Linked DNA regions of Sus scrofa: region 2 is linked to region 1. A link is a contact called in public HiChIP or PLAC-seq data. All regions are on one chromosome and are shown on one strand. Each heading gives the region's core, a stretch centred on a gene start, on an enhancer-like site or on the middle of the called end of the contact. The rest is flanking DNA. Distances are from core to core; before and after follow the strand shown.

Evidence for each region. HiChIP or PLAC-seq counts read pairs in DNA pulled down with a chosen protein or histone mark.
Region 2: a contact with region 1 is called in an H3K27ac HiChIP or PLAC-seq map of skeletal muscle. The contact joins the enhancer-like site here to the promoter of TMEM41B in region 1. A contact is called at or near these places in 1 of 5 promoter capture datasets (liver), 9 of 47 Hi-C or Micro-C datasets (alveolar macrophages, embryonic fibroblasts, epiblast stem cells and 4 more) and 2 of 2 datasets of contacts at active chromatin or transcription factors (alveolar macrophages and skeletal muscle).

Annotation. Positions count from the first base shown.
Region 1 is chr9:221,288-225,941 of Sscrofa11.1, forward strand. TMEM41B (transmembrane protein 41B) reads left to right here and starts at 2,686. Exons shown (of 7, transcript XM_021062249.1): 1 at 2,686-3,015. The coding sequence starts at 2,895. LOC102164595 (a long non-coding RNA gene) reads right to left here and starts at 2,609. Exons shown (of 5, transcript XR_002335503.1): 1 at 2,073-2,609.
Region 2 is chr9:185,573-190,068 of Sscrofa11.1, forward strand. No RefSeq gene overlaps it. Among named protein-coding and RNA genes, the nearest start is that of IPO7, 25 kb to the left of the region's middle. Within about 2 kb of position 1,354, at least 69 of the 83 cell types and tissues checked have an H3K27ac peak or open chromatin away from gene starts, as enhancers often do. A contact at or near this core is called in alveolar macrophages, embryonic fibroblasts, liver and 2 more, where this site is marked.

The DNA of each region.
Region 1 (4,654 bases), core at 1,436-3,935:
TTTTTGTCTTTTTAGGATTGCACCTGTGGCATGTGGATCCCAGGCTAGGGGTCAAATCAGAGCTGTAGCCGCCGGCCTACACCACAGCCACAGCAACACCAGATCCGAGCCACGTCTGTGGCCACAGCTCACAGCAATGCAGGATCCTTAACACAACTGAACCAGGGGCCAGGGATCAAACCTGCATCCTCATGGATACCAGTCAGATTCGTTTCTGCTGAGCCATGACAGGAACTCCCAAGTATGGATTTGTAATGTACAACTGAAATTTATATAATGTTATATACTAATATTACTTCGATTAAAAAAAATTTGAGTTTTGCTCCATAGGCAGTTAATTTACCAGTGCATCAAAGAAATACTTTGAATCTTTTATTTTCTGCACCTGCAGCATGCAGAAGTTCCTGAGCCAGGGATCAAACCTGCACCACAGCAGTGACCCAAGCCACTACAGTGGTAATGCTGGACCCTTAACCCACTGAGCCACGAGGGAACTCCTTTTTAAAATTAAAAATTTTTCTTTGAGTCTGATTTTTAATTTATATTAGTGTGTATCTAAATAGCCTTTTCTTTAGGTTTAGACTAGACCTGATATTAAGCCTTAGCCTCTCTGGGGTCTTTTTTTTTTTTTTTTTTTTTTTTTTTTTGGTCTTTTTGCCTTTTCTAGGGCTGCTCCCACGGCATATGGAGGTTCCCAGGCCAGGGATTAAACTGGCACCTCCACAGAGACAAGCTGGATCATTAACCCACTGCACCAAGCAGGAACTCCTGTTTTTAGGTTTAGAGTTTGTTTTTTGGTGTAAAATTTTTTTTAGTAAAATATATCAAGTGTTTAAAAGTGATTTTGCAGGAGTTCCCTTGTGGCTTAAGCAGATTAAGGATCCAGTGTTGTCACTGCTGCGGTGTGGGTTGGATCCCTGGCCCAGGAACTTCCATATGCTACAGGTGCAGCCAAAAAAAAAAAAAGGTTGGCTTGTTTAAGAAGACCTCTATACAGGAGTTCCCGTCGTGGCGCAGTGGTTAACGAATCCGACTAGGAACCATAAGGTTGCGGGTTCGGTCCCTGCCCTTGCTCAGTGGGTTGACGATCCGGCGTTGCCGTGAGCTGTGGTGTAGGTTGCAGACGCGGCTCGGATCCCGCGTTGCTGTGGCTCTGGCGTAGGCCGGTGGCTACAGCTCCGATTCAACCCCTAGCCTGGGAACCTCCATATGCCGCGGGAGCGGCCCAAGAAATAGCAACAACAACAACAACAACAAAAAAAAGACAAAAAAAAAACCAAAAAAAAAACCAAAAAAAAGAAGACCTCTATACAAAAGACAGTGACTTTCTTATGTATTTTTCTATATATTTTCTTTGGGGGGTGGGGGTAGCCTTGGCTGTGGCATGCAGAAATTCCCTGGCCAGGAATCAAACCTGCCCCATAGCAATGACCCAAGACATAGCAGTGACAACTCCAGATCCTTAACCTGCTGAGCCACCAGAGAATTCCTGTTTTGTTTTTTATAATTATCTCTTGGAATTTGTTTTTGAATAAGCATTGTCCACGTTATTAGTCTCTCCATAATTATCTATGGTTCAAAAGCTATTTAACAAATTTACTGAATGTCCACTTAGGTGTTGGCCCTATCAGCTGCTCGGGGATACAATGGTGAACAAAAGGACAAGGCCCTTTACCTTAACAGAGCTACCACTCCAGAGACGGAGGCAGACGATAAACAGGTAAACAAATAATCCAAGTAATTACTGCTTTTAAGGACGACCATGGAGGAATTAAGTGGGAAGCTACGTCTTAAGAGTGGTCACTGAATGTCTTAATATAAGTAGGCCAAGGATGTGTACATAAAACAATTCCATTGAATGGACATTATTTACTTAACCATTCTTTAGTGTCGAGTTTTTAGACTGCTTCCACATTTACCATCACACTAATAGGTAATCCTGCTACGAATAGTTCTCTCTGTATGTTTACGCCCACGGAGTAGTCTTCCAGAAATGTAATTCCCGGATAGGAACACAGTATTTTTACTGACATTGCCAAGCCGCTTTCCAGGGGGAATTCCGACACACTCACCAGCGAGGAAGCGGAATACCGCTCCGAGAGGCGAGGTGGCGAAGTAACCGTCAGAAAAGGTACGTCTGGGCTCAGCAAAAGGAAAAGATAAACGAGCTGACCTGGATTTACAAGTGAGGGGTGGCAGGTGATGACATGGCAAAGCGTTTGCTTGGGAACAAGAAAGCCGGATTCTAAAGCCATCGCGGCCACCCTGTGACCTCCCCAGGTTACAGTCCTCGAGCTCCAGGTTGCTGAAACTCGGGGTTCGGCTCAGGCTCTACGTTTTTCAACATCTTCAGACCAAGCACCATCTAGCCCCTCCAACGTCTAGGCAGCTTGTGGGACTGGCGGACAAGCGCGCGGGCTAATCGGCGTCCGCCGCGAAACGCCAACTAATCACACCGCGCCCTTCCGGCCGCGGGGACAAAGGGATTGCAGCGCGTGCGGCCGCACTTCCGGACACTTAAAGCGAAGCAGCAGCCGCCGGCTTCCCGGACTCGCTCCGGCGGCCCCTGGTGCGCTGAGTGCGCATGCTCCGCGCAGTCCCGGGGCGGGGCGGGCGGCCACGGGGCGGGCGGGGAAGCGGCCTCGTCTCGCGGTCACTGGGCCGGCGCGAGCGCGCGAGGCTCGGGGGCGGGGCGGGGCGGGGCTAGTGCGAGTGGGCGCTGCGGCTCTCGGCGCCGCGTCACTGTGCTCGCCGGGCCGAGGTCGTCTCAGGTGAGGTGGTCGCCCCGGAAGCGGCTGCGCCTGTGCCCCTGGCTGTTGGAAGGCGCCCTCGGCGGAGTGCGGTTGTTAAGGGCGCGGCGTCTGCCCGCTGCCTCCCCCTTCCCCGCCGCAGCCATGACGAAAGGCGGAGTCGTCGAAAGATCGCAAACGGGGGCACTCCACGCGACCCCCGCGGGGGACAAGGCGGCAGGGACGCGGGGCCCCTCGGCCCCGGGCGGCGGAGACCGCCTAAAGGGTGAGTAGACCTGGACGCGAGAGCTGGGGCTGGCCCGGGGGCAGTGAGCGGAGGGCTTCGGAGGAGGAGGGACCACAGCCGGTCCCAGGCATTCGCGGACGCAGAGGCGGCCTGGTGGTACCCAGGCGCCGGGGCAGAGGGCGTGGGGGACCTGGGCTGCGGCCCTTCGCACCACGAGGCCGTCCTAGCAGCTTCGTAAGTCCTTTTTCAGTTGAATTCATGCCTTCTACAGGCATGACACCGGCTTGTTGACGCTCAGGGAGATTGTAAGGTGGATGATATTGAAGCGAGGCAGTGCGGGCAGGAACGTCGGCCTTCGTTGCTTTACTTTTGCAGATGAGGAAACTGAGGCCCAGCGTGGATATATGACTTGCAAGAGGGCACCAAGCCAGACTGGTTAAGTAGTGGCTAAAAGCAAGTGTGTAATGACGTCCAGGTGCCACTTCCAGGTGGCAGGAATACTTGGGTTTGAGTCCCTGCGCTACCACTTTTATGACTTTGTGCTTGTTATCCTTCAAAAGCTCAAAAGGTCAGTGTCCGAACTGTGCAGCGGGGATGATGATAGTATCTACTTAAGAGTGGTGCATGAATTAAACAAAATAATTCATGTAAAAGGTTTAGTGTAATGTTTGGCTTATGCGAAGTGAAGGCTAAATAAATGTTAGTAATTACTTTTTAAGCTAAGATCTCTTGTTCTCGAGGTTTGTTTTTGTGTGTGTGTGTGTCCCCCCACTGCCATCCTGGCATTTCTCAGGGCTTTAAATATTATTTTAAGCAGAATGTGTACCTTGAATGTGTTAATTCCATCTAGGCATAGAAGTTTCCTGCTTTTCAGCAGTTGAAGTGATTAAGCTCTTTAAATGCTTTCAAAGGCCATAAGCTTGGGGAGATCCTAACAAATGGCCATTAAGTTGTCCGCAGTTTGCTCACAGTGATGTGTTCTTCCACTAGTGATGGGTAGAGGAAGGGTCTTTTAAGAGTGTCTAGCAATATTGTGTCAACCATAAAGTATTGTCCTCTTTAAAGATATATTTATACGTGGTGTGGAGATAATGTTTACCATTCAGCTGAAGTTTCTTGAATCAAATGTAAAATGCATGAAACATTTAAGTGGTGTCGTGCAGGAAATGATATTTTATCTTCAGATAATTTAAAATGTCCCCAGTTTGATTTGGGTCTTTCAGCTTTATATATTTGGATGCTTTTCAGCCTTATAGACAGTAGAGCCAGATAACTTCAAAACCCAGAAATGAATTGTCAAAGTATAAATCCACTCTAAATGACAAGAGCCTTGAAGATGCAGCAACTGAGAGTGACAGTAATCCAAGGGTTTCCTGAAAAAGTATTTTCCAGATAGGACATCCTTAAAGATTATCATTTGGATTGGGATAGCAGTAACTTGTTGTATTACTTTTTTTTTTTTTTTTAATCCTAAACCTTGAAGAGTTATGCTGTGGCACAGTGGGTTGAGGATCCAGCTGCAGCGGCTCAGGTCACTGCGGAGATGCAGGTTGGATCCTGAGCCCAGCGAAGTGGGTTGCACATCCCCTGTTGCACAGCTTCGGTTCCTGTTCAATCTCTGCCGGCCCAGGAACTTTCATATGGTGTGGGTTCAGCCAAAAAAAGAAAAGACCCTGAA
Region 2 (4,496 bases), core at 104-2,603, 37 kb before region 1:
ATGCTCCCTCGTTTTGCCCAGTGAGAATGTTTCCCTGCGGAGGACCGGGAACAACCGAGGCGCAATAGGCAACCTGCCGCCCAGAGAGCTTATGAATTACAGCAGTTAGAGGTGTGAAGCACATCATTCCTGCAAAGGGTTCCTGCTAGCTGCTCTATCAGACATCCGTGTCTCTTAGAGAATTAAAATATCAATTCAAGGGATTGGCTATTTAATCCAGATAATAATAAGACAATCGAGGCATAATAACCCTAAAGTTAACGGTGAGAACAACAACAACCTACAGTCAATAAATAACCTACAAGCACACCAACAACAATTCAGTAGTTTAAATAAATAATGCAGTTTTTAAAATAATGATCCTGAAGATCTGTAGGATATGGACCGATGTCACAGAACACAGCCTGAAAACAGGAAATGGAAAATGACAGCTCTGTCGCAGCTATGTAAAAATCTCTTTTCGTGAACATTAACTTAAAGAAAGAAGCAAAAGTAACTGTGGTTTTTGGTGGAGGGACTGTAATTCCACCGTCCCCCAGCAATTTCTATAGTATCGGTTTTTGACTAAAAAAGAAACTTCAACAAAAACAATAAAGCATTATGTAAAAATGCGTGCTGGCCCCAGCAGGGCAGAAGAGGGAACCAACTGGAGAAACGCCTTCGGATCTTATTCGCCTGGGATCTCCGGAAAGCTCCCTCTGCTGTGCTCCCGTCCTGCTGCAACTTTATCTCGGAAACCAAGCTTTATTTTCTCTTGGAATTTGGACGTTTTGCTCTTGCATTACAAAAAGACGTCGAGTGTTTTGTTTTCGCTGTTATTTACTAAATTTGGGAAGCGAGTCCAGCGAATCAGTTCTGGTCCTGGGCAAGTCCCTTTGAGTTCGAAACCCACCCAGTCTTTGAGACGCGCTCGTCTCCGTTCACACGGCCGGGAGCTGGCCCTGGGCGCTGCTTCAAGAAGTCAAGTTTCGGTCGCGGAGTCCAAGCCCCGGCAGCACCGCCCAGGAGCTGCGCCCGACCTCGGCCGGGTGGCGGCGCGGGGGTGGCCCGGGACCCGCGGGTGGGGCCTGGGCACCGGCGGCTCGGGCCGCCCGCAGCCGGCGCGGACTCAGCCCTTCCGGTCAGGGCGGCTTCCCGACGGACCTGCAGGGGCGGCCGGCCGGCGTCAGCCCCTCTGCGCGGACTGCGTCCCGGCCCCGCGGTGACTCAGCCGCTTCCGCCCCGGGGCCCGCCTGCCGCCGCCACGCGCCTTCTTCCGCCCGGAGGTGCCGGGCTCGAAGGTCCCGACCCGGACGGGCAGCTTGACGAAGCGCCACTGGACGCGGGCGCCCGGCCCCGCGAGGCTCTCCTCGCTCAGTCGAGGAGCTGAGGCCTCGGCTCAGGAGTCGTCACCCCGCAGCGCGGACAGCGGTGCCCCGGATGGGGCAGCTGAGGTCTTTCGGGCCCCACGCCCTACACTGGAAGCTCCGCAACGCCACTCGCCGTGACCCCCGAGAGTCGCTCAGTCCGGCCACATCTTACTTGCACGTGGGCGAGATGGGGGCGAGTCCATTACCACCTTGCTGGCCCAGCCCAGCAAAGCGCAGGAACTCAGCGAATCTCACTTGTTATTTCTCTTGAAATACCTTTTGCATGTGCTGCCTCGTCTCCACGTCACTGCATCCACCGTGCACTTAACATCTCAGCGCAGGGTCACTGCAGGTGCCTTCCTAACTGGTTTTGCCACATTCCCTTCCGACTCTCACACGACGACCTGGCTCGTTTTTAAGGCACACTACCCTGCTCCAAGAAAATATCACACTTCCCTGTGGTCTTTTGGTTTGAGTAGAAAGTCCCTTTCCTGGGATTTAAGCACCACGGTGCAGCCTGGCTCAGCGGAACCCTCCTTCCTCCTGCGAATATTTCAGCTTGCTCTTCATCCTGCCCTCTCAGGGCTGGGAGGAGATGAGCGCAGAACACTTAGTCAAAAGTGCTCCGATCTAAGCGTGAACAAGAGGCAGGAAGGGAGAACAAGGCGGGGGAAGGGAGAGGTTTCACAGAGGAAGTGGCGGGGGGGAGGGGGGCAGTGGCTTGAGGGCGGTCACCAGTGCTCCCTTGGCGGTGCTGCGGGGGTGTGGTAGCCAGAAGTCAAGGTGGGCTCGGCACTGTTGTTACAGAATGTGCCTTGAAACACCTGGCCTCTCGCCTTGATTTTCTTGGGTCCAGAAGTACTGTGGAAAATAAAATTTGGGTTTAAAAATGCACATTGCCTGATGAAACACAGGTTGCGGAAGGAATAAAGGATCCCTTGAGGCAAGAGTGCCCTATTGGGGCAGGAGTTCCCACAGAGGGTAGAATCAGCCACAGGGCCTGAATGCTAGGGAGGGGGTTTGTGAGGGTTTTAAAGAGCCGTACTTGATCCTGGCCCACTCAGTCCTAGCAAGGAGAAGGCTGTGTACTAAGGGAAACACCTGACTCACCTGGAGCCCAGGTACTCTTCTGGGTGGCTTTGCTGAGAGAGCTGAACTGATAGGAACGCAGCACACGCTGCCGTGGGATACTCACGAAAAAGAGCTTTGTATGAGAAAGGGACCTCTGCCTACACAGAGAGACACGGCAGCAGAGGTCTGCAAGCTGGCAGAGACAGACTGGAGATGGCAGCAGCAGGGAGAATGGATGCTCCAAGCCACCCCAGGGGTCAAGGGCAGCTCAGCCACACTGTGCAGATAGCCAGGCAGCGCTGATTGGGTCCTTGGAGAGAAGACAAGGGATCAGAGGGATGGCGAGGGCAGCGGTTTATACAGGGGCTACGACTGCAGTGATTTCCAGTTCTTTCTTGTGATGTTTCTGAATTAAAATTTCCAACGTGAACGTGTTTTACTTTTAAAATCAGAAAAGGAAACATTTTTAAGAGTCATTACATTGGTACAGATGAAGTCCAATGGGCTCATCCCATTTACAAGAAAGGCGTCAGAGTGTATGTTTTGACTCTGTGAAAATTACACATATTGATCATTATATAAACATTGATTAAGCCAAAGCTATGATTTAACAACTTTGGGAAGATGGGGAAGCGAAGTGGAGTGGGTTTGTGGTGGATTTGTGAGATCGAGGTATCCTCGTCGGCTCCAACAGGAAGGCAATAGAGCGGGTGGAACAGAGACGCATCAGGAAGTAAGCAAAGTAACAGCAGGAGCTCTTTTTGAACACCTAAAGCAACAGGGAAAAGAGGAGCGTGGTAGCCTATGAAGAGGAGTGAGGCAGAAGACTCCAGTGTTTCTCTATACATTGTTTTTGTTGCTGTTGTTAGTTTTTCTGTCTTTTTAGGGTGCACTTGGGCAGCATGTGGAGGTTCCCAGGCTAGGGGTCAAATTGGAGCTGTAGCCGCTGGCCTACACCACAGCCACAGCAATGCCAGATCCTGAACCCCCTGAGCGAGGCCAGGGATGGAACCTGCCTCTTCATGGATACTGGTCAGATTGGTTTCTGCTGAGCCATGATGGGAGCTCCTAAAATGCTACTTTTTAAATGAGCGAAAATAAAATGCAAAAGTACATACATTCACATAAACTGACTAGAAGGAAGTACTTCAAAGTATACATAGTGTTTACCTCAGGAAATCAGTATGTATATATAGTGTTTATCTCAGAGATCAGTATATACACAGCACTTAGCTCAGAGATCAGTATATATATATATATATATATATATATATATAGTGTTTAGCTCAGAGATCAGTATTACAGGGTTAAGAATGTGCTTTTTGGGTTCTCTAGGGAGCAAATGCTGAGCTGAAGTTAGCAGTGAAAAAAGGCTGGGAACCTAACCCATGAAAAGAAAGGGAGGAAGCAGAATGGGGTCGATGGAGGGCTAGATGTGATACAGAACACTGCCAGCCCCACGGGGAGCTTTGGAGCAGGGGCTGCCTTATGGGAGGTGTCCTGTGATGGGTGGGTCCGCCAGGCCTGGGTACCACCACCTTCCACAGTTATGGTCGGAGCCACTCTGAAAGATAAGCACGACAGGGAGGTTCACAGCTGAAGGGTATGCAACTGAGCAGCCTGTCCTTTGTTTGTTCGTTTGTTTCATTTTGTTTTGTTTTTCTGCCGCACCCATGGCATATGGAAGTTCCTGGGCCATGGGCTGAATATGAGCTGGAGCTGCGACACTGGATCCTTAACCCACGGTGCCAGGTCGGGGATGGAACCAGCACTTCCACAGAGACAAGCCAGATCACTAACCACAGCGGAACTCCAGTAAGTCCTTTCTTAAGGGTGAATCTGACTAGTGCATCTCTCTATCTGCAACAAAGGGCGGTTTATCAAAATACTATACAAATAATATAAATTTTTTAATGCTTGTTGGTAATCTCCTAATTTTGGCACCAAATATGCCATGTTTTATAATGCATTTAAAATCAGTAAGTAGACGCCAAGTAAACAAGTTTAGATGGGAATCTCCTAAAGTACATATGCTTTATTTATTGATTTATTGATTTATTTTTGCCATTTCTTGGG